2 separate regions of the Ovis aries genome follow, and region 2 is linked to region 1. A link is a contact called in public Hi-C data. All regions are on one chromosome and are shown on one strand. Each heading gives the region's core, a stretch centred on a gene start, on an enhancer-like site or on the middle of the called end of the contact. The rest is flanking DNA. Distances are from core to core; before and after follow the strand shown.

The links. A called contact is a pair of places that touch in the nucleus more often than the background predicts.
Region 2: a Hi-C map of liver shows a contact between it and region 1, with 2.4 times the contacts expected there. The contact joins the promoter of EDAR here to the enhancer-like site in region 1. A contact is called at or near these places in 2 of 16 Hi-C or Micro-C datasets (liver and muscle).

The regions. Positions count from the first base shown.
Region 1 is chr3:61,995,693-61,999,356 of ARS-UI_Ramb_v3.0, forward strand. The region is part of intron 1 of LIMS1 (LIM zinc finger domain containing 1); the gene reads left to right. Among named protein-coding and RNA genes, the nearest start is that of LIMS1, 49 kb to the left of the region's middle. Within about 2 kb of position 1,444, at least 13 of the 54 cell types and tissues checked have an H3K27ac peak or open chromatin away from gene starts, as enhancers often do. A contact at or near this core is called in liver and muscle, where this site is marked.
Region 2 is chr3:62,185,101-62,188,547 of ARS-UI_Ramb_v3.0, forward strand. EDAR (ectodysplasin A receptor) reads right to left here and starts at 1,989. Exons shown (of 12, transcript XM_060412131.1): 1 at 1,764-1,989.

The DNA.
Region 1 (3,664 bases), core at 194-2,693:
TTCTGCTGCTCTGCCCAGTGCCAGGGCTCCTGGTATCAGTTTTCTGTGTCTCCCTCCAGAGAGAGGAAGAGCAACACCTGTCACTTCATTGTTTTTAACCTTTCATCACTAATTAAATCTAGAGTGGTAACAGTATTACTTGGGCTTCCCTGGTGGCTCAGACATAAAGAATCAGCCTGCAGTGTGGGAGACCCGGGTTTGATCCCTGGCTCTGGAAGATCCCCTGGAGAAGGGAATAGCAACCCGCTCCACTATTCTTGCCTTGAGAATCCCATGGACAGGAAAGCCTAGTGGGCTACAGTCCATGAAGTAGCAGAGAGTCCGAGGACTAAGTGACTAACACACACACAACGTTACTAATTTCCCCAATGCATCTTCTTTAAAACTGGATATTGCATTTTGATGGCAGCTGTAGAAAGTCATGTTTCTAGTGGGCTGCAGGATCAGGGTCACAGCCCCAGGGGAGCCAGGGCTGTGATGCTGAGTGAAGGAGTGAGACCAAGAAGAGACCCTGCTTCCATGGGATGTCCCAATACTTGGATTCACAATACATGATCTATTAGAGAGGGGAGTATGTTAACTCTTTAACTCTTGGAGTGAAAAGAACTTTCAGAGCCATTCTGCTCTCAGCCTGGAGGAGATCCTGGCAGGAATATGCTGACACAGACAAATTGCCGGAACCACAAAGCCAGGCTGCTGGCTGAGAGCAAGAGTGGCCTGTCCTGAGAAGAGGCTGAGTCAGAGCTGCCTGCTGTCTTGCTGGCATCCTGCGGGGCCGGGTGACAAGGACATGTCCCTGATGTCTGTCCCCCATTCTGCAGACACCCACCTATACTCTTCACCCCAGGAACCAGACCAGCCCTCCTGATTTGGGGTCAAACATGCAGGGCTCCTGGGTACCCAGGACAGTTCTGGGTAGACTGTGGGCATCTCAGGTGAAGGGACCCCAGGCGATCCTGGGTTGAGACAATCCCCGGATGGGGGTTGGTAGAAGAAACCACTTTCCTTTCAGTTATGAATTTTTGAGTAACATTTAATGGGGGAGGAAAGAAGGCACTTCCTTTCTAAAGAGGATTTAGAGCTCAGTGGAGAGGGAGGAACTAGCTGCTGCCTTGAGAACTGGGCTTTCCTTTTTTTTTTTTTTTTTTTTTTAAGGAAAATGTCCCTAGGAGCTCCTGATGACCAGGCACTTCTTGACACCAGCAGCTGCCTGTGAAGTGTTGGTGGGTTTCCTGGCAAATAGAACAGGGCAGGCCCCTCCTCTGGTCGCTACCTTTCAGGGACTTTTCAGCCAGTTTTGATCAGAACGATGCTGGTAGGATTCATGCCGGCGCCGGTGTGATGGCTCACCGCCGCCAGGCTTTGCCTGTTGGTCAACACGTGAGCACCAGGTCCCCCCCGCCCCCGCCCCCAGGTGCAGGCGGAGATAAGCCCGGCCCAGGGAGGGGGTGCGTCGGGGAAGCAGGAAGCGCCGGGCAGGGCGCCGCCGCCCCAGGCCTCTCCCTGGGCCAGGTGTGCGCGTGGGACAGGACGGTCTCCGTCGGTGCCGGGCTCCGAGGGTCGCGATCGGGGGTCGGGGGCGGGCCCTGGAGGGTCGGGAGCATGACGGCCTTACAGCTGAAAGAGCTCTCACAGTCGGGGCTCTACCGCCGGCGGAGGGACCGGCCGGACAGCCTGCGGCTCCCGGGGCCGCGGGAGGAGGCACTCAGGTGAGTGGAGCCGCGGGGACGGGGATGGGCAGCCTGAGCCCCGCGGGCCTCTCTCAGTCCTGAGTCCGCTACCGGTAATGGTAGAGCTGCGGACGGTGGACACATGCATCCCTTTGGCTTCTTAGGACGCGTTTGAGAGGAGTCTTTCTCTGCTCTTTAGGGGTAAGGTTTGTGGATGGTGTCTTGGTGGGGGTCGGGGTGGCTTCCAAGGTTCTTTGTTACTGAAATGGATTTCACAGAGGAAGGCAGAGCAACTTCTGAATGTAATCTGGAAGGGAAGGAAGGACATCACAAACCCTCAGAGCTTTGTAACTAAGGAGCTTAGGAGTTTTCTATTTCCAAAGTTAACTTGCCTCAGTCAGACAACCCATTTTTAGTTTTTGTTGCCCCTACTGAATTTCTTTCTTAGGTTTTAGGTTCTGAAAAGCCCCTGCCACATTAAGCTATGGGTTAAACTGCTGTGTTCCCTGTGAGGGGAAGGGGCTTTGAGGGAACCCTGCTTCTGACACCTATGCTGGGCAGCACATCAGTGTGTTTGTGGACCCTCCGTTCATGCATTTGATTTTTCCACTTAGATGTGGGAGGAATAAATACATTATATACTATTGCTCTTTCTCCTATGGATTTATTTTTAGAGTTTAAGTTATTTAACAGGAAGCTCTTTAAACATATTAAATTTGTCTACAAATTTACCACAATAACTGTACTTTGGGAGGGAAACGTTTATTTGAAAATTGTCCACTCTTGTCTGCATTTGAAGAGAGCTGCAGCATTAAGCATTAGTCGCTCAGTCGTGTCCGACTCTGTGACCCCATGAACTGTAGCCTGCCAGGCTCCTCTGTCCATGGAAGTCTCCAGGCAAGAATACTGGAGGGGGTTGCCGTTTCCTTCTCTAGGAGATCTTCCCCACTCAGGTATAGAACCCATGTCTTCCGCATTGCAGGCAGATTATCACTGAGCCACCAGGGAAGCCCTGTGTTGACACCAACATTATTTGGATTTTTTTCGCTGTGACATCATGTGTCTCTTAGCTGCATTCAGTCGCCTTAACTTTGAACTGACTGGATTAAACAGATTTTTTTGTTGTTATTGACTGTGCCAAGCAACTTGCGGGATCTCAGTTCCTCGACCAGGGGTTGAACTGTGGCCTCTGCAGTGGAAGCTCAGAGTCTTAACTGCTGAACCACCAGGGATAAGGATGAGATTTAGTGGGAATGTCGAACGCATCGTGCTTGACCAGAAAGGCAGGTAATCATGACCGCTGAAATGAACTCCAATCTATTCTTGCTCTGAGAGCGAAAACTTACCAAAAATAGTTTAATTTCAGATTTGAGATCCTAAAGAATTTACTTTTCTAAAAAAGTTATATAAAACAGCATTTGAGACCAGCCATCTTTTAATTGTTTTCACAGTTGCCAGAGTCTCCATGAATGAGCCTATCTACATGTCAGAGGGGCTGGTTACCTGTGTAGTCATAGAGGCCTTTGAAACAATGCAATTATGTTCTTTTGTCTGGAGTTTACATTACCGGAAGGAGAATCATTCTGAAGGTGTATTGCTTGTTGCCTTGGGTTGAGGGGCCGTGTTTCTGGTGATTCTGCTGTGTGATAAGATGGGATTTGGGCTTCCACCATTCCCGTGTTCCTAGGTGCAGGGAAGTGACTGTGTATTTTAGGACTGTGAGCTTAGCCAGGAAAAAGTCCTCTGTCGATCTAGAGAGGCAGGGTTTTCACCTCGTTTTATAGGAAGCCTGTGTGTAGTATCAAGTCAGGCTCCTCAGATAATAGGGGTGGGAGGGCTGACTTTGAGGTTAGTCACGCCCAGTTCAGGCTGCTGGGTCAGGAAACCTAGATGAACCTCAAGAGGCTCTCTTTAAAACGAGGATGAACATCACTACCGTTATTCAGTGTCATTTATTATCTCAAAAAACTCTCACCACTGGCTTAGCAGGAGGT
Region 2 (3,447 bases), core at 739-3,238, 190 kb after region 1:
CAAAGCCAGGAGCCGGCAGGTGTCGGCCGGGACAACTGAGGAAAGCAAGCCCCAGAGGGAAGCTCGGGAGGCGTGCAGGCAGGACCCGGGGGCCAGGAGGGGACCGCCGGCTGAGCACTTCAACACTGGGCCAGCTTCCAACATGCCATCCTGTTTACAGCTTCTGTGTTTGAATTTCAGGTTTACCTGAGTCTTTGAAGCTGGGTTCCTGGGCATTTCCTTGAGAACAAACTTCATTTTTTTGCAAACTGCAGAAGTTAGGAAGAAAACTTGGGTGACCTGTCTTCCATCTATGGTCCTTGGGGACCTCAGGAATTTTGATGGGAGGAGGATGCCCCCAGTTAAAAGAGCTGGTGGGGTTTACATCCTGGGATGTAGGGGTCAGACTAGGGCTGTGCATGGCAGAGCTGCATGAGGGGCTGGGGTTACACACTGACACCCAGGGAAGAGGGCGAGGCCCCCTTCAAGTCTGAACTTCACAAATATGAATCTTCCACAAAGCGAATACCTTGTTTACTTTCAGAAACTGGATGGTAATCAGAGAGTGAAGTTCAAACATTTCAGGGAAATTTTATTTACTTTTTCCTCCAAAGACATGTGCTTCCAGGACTGCCCTCCAAACGTGCTGTCATGGGACTGTCCTTCATCGCCTGGCTCACCTGGGGGAGGGGATAGGGGCAGAGAGACCCCAGCTGAGCAAGCCCAGGCAGGGCCTATCCTCTCCCCGGTGACAACGGACCTGGGGTGTCATCAGGATGAACACCCATTCCCCAACTTTGTAGAGTAGCCCTCTTTACGGCAGACCCTGTCAAGATGTAACTTGGAAGCTATTAAGGCTTAGAGATCTCAGAGTTGGGCAGGAAATATTTCTGTTATCTGAATTGATTCTTTTTTCTCCTTTGGTTCATCATGGTTTTTCCCTCTTTAATATCTGAATCAGCTGCAGTTTCACCCTTAGTTGCAAAGTGTCTCAGCACAACTTCAGAACCTCAGACAGGATGGGCTGAGCTTCCTCTCTCATCACGATTACCCCCACCCCCGACTCCATCAAACTCCCCTGATGGATGGAGGGACTTTCACTCCTCCTCACTCACCCCTGTGGCTTTACCGTCCCTCTCGGACCCTCCCCCTCTGTCCCGCTCCCCAACACCTCCAACCTCCTGGGAGAAGCAGGTACAGTTACGGTGGCGGAAAGATGGGGAATCAGTGGCTCTGGGGTGGGAACCCTAGTTGCCCCTGAGCTGTCAGGGTATTGAGCGGAGACTCATCTGGAGTGACAGCCGGAGCCACCAGACAAGTATCTCCCCCCAGTCACTCTCTGTCCCCACACCCACCCCAAAACATGGGGGCCACAACTTTGGCCTTGATTCAGAACCACCCAGGAAGGTGGCTCTGGGGACATTTGGGGACCCCCGCTGCTGCACACAGCTCACGGTCCTGGAACAGCACACCTCCAGGCTCCAGGAGACTCCAGGCTCTCAGCACTGAGCCCCCAAACCTGCTGAGCACACAGATGCAGCTCTTTCACCAGACACACAGCTAGTAGCAAAATGGGGTGTCTGGTGTTTCCCTGAAAACAAAGGAACACTCTCAGGTCTTAGAACCAGTAGCACAGACGCATGGTAATCGGGAAAGCTTGTTGAAACGCAACCCAAAAATGACACGCATTTCAAAAATGCACCTGGGCTGTCCCGGACGGTGACACCTCCATCTCATCCATAGCCCAATCGCTTAGGAAACCATGAGAGAAGGATAAGCCTTACCTGGACCCCACCGGGGGGTCTGTTTCCAATCCCAGCAGAAGATGGTCCTTGAAGAAAGCCAGGCTCCGTTCCGTTGTGGCCCCTGGGCTCACAGGTGGCTGCAGGCCGTGTCCAGGGAGCAGGTGCTGGCAGGGCAGGCGGCCACAGAGCTGCCTGGGCTCCGGTCGCTCACCGTCAGCCCACTTCCCTCCGCTCCCAGGACGCCGTGCTCTTCCCTGACTGCCTGTCCCCTCCCGGGGCCTCCCGCGTGCGGGCTCACCTGCGCCCTCTAGAGGCTTCTCCCTGCAGCAGCCACCAGTGTTGGGCGGGGGCGTGGAGGCGGCGCGGGATGGGGGGACAACTCTGCTCCGGCCCACTGCACCTGCTCTGACTTCCTGCCCAAAGATGCCTTTGGAACTATAAAATCATTGACTCCCTTTTCTTAGGGGGCGGGGGTCTTGCTTCACTTCAAACAAGCAAAGCCTTTGAGCACAAGAACAGCAAAAAACTAAATTGGCATCAAAATCCTGTCGTCCCTTTTTCCTGCTGCCTTCAATCTTTCCCAGCATCAGGAGGGTTTTTTCCAGTGAGTCAGTTCTTTGCATCAGGTGGCCAAAATAATGGAGCTTCAGCTTCAGCATCAGTACCTCCAATGATGATTCAGGACTGATCTCCTTTAGAATTGACTGGTTGGATCGCCTTGCAGTCCAAGGGACTCTCAAGAGCCTTCTGCAACACCACAGTTTAAAAGCATCAGTTCTTCAGCACTCAGCTTTCTTTACAGTCCAACTCTCACATCCATACATGACTACAGGAAAAACCATAGCTTCGACTAGATGGACCTTTGTTTGCAAGATAATGTCTCTGCTTTTTAATACAATACCTAGGTTTGTCATAGCTTTTCTTCCAAAGAGTAAGCATCTTTTAATTTCATGGCTGCAGTCACCATCTGTAGTGATTTTGGAGCCCAAGAAAATAAAGCCTGTAACTGTTTCCATTGTTTCCCCATCTATTTGCCATGAAGTGATGGGACCGGATGCCATGATTTTTGTTTTTTGAATGTTGGGGTTTAAGCCAACTTTTTCACTCTCCTCTTTCACCTTCAAGAGGCTCTTTAGTTCCTCTTTGCTTTCTGCCATAAGGGTGGTATCATCTGAGGTTGTCAATTTTTCTTCTGGCAGATAATCACACAACCCATGTAACTCTAAAGAATCATATACCCCCTGTGACTACAGATAACCATAGACCCCCCATATAACTCTAGATAACCATATACCCTCTTCAACTGCAGATAACCATACACCCCCTATGACTGCAGATAACCATAGACACCCCATATAATTCTAGATAACCATATATACCCTGAATGAGGCGGGCATCACCAGATTTTATCCACCGATGTGAGGTTCTGTGTTTATTTAACAGAACTTGGTCAAACCCAACATGTGCGGCTAATAAAGAACTAAGTCTAGCTACTCTTCTCCGTTTGCCCAGGGTTTGTACCCTGGACACTGCTTCTCACAAAAGAACCCTCTCCAGGGAGGGGGCACAGACATGGTGCAGAGGAAACTGCAGTCAGGGATGGGTGGGGGCAAAGTGAGCATCCAACTATGCCCTTAGCTCCCCCTGCTTGCCTCCCTGTGACATCCACTCCTGCCCCCCAGTGATGTCAGCAGTAAACAGAAATATAATAAAATTGATCCTC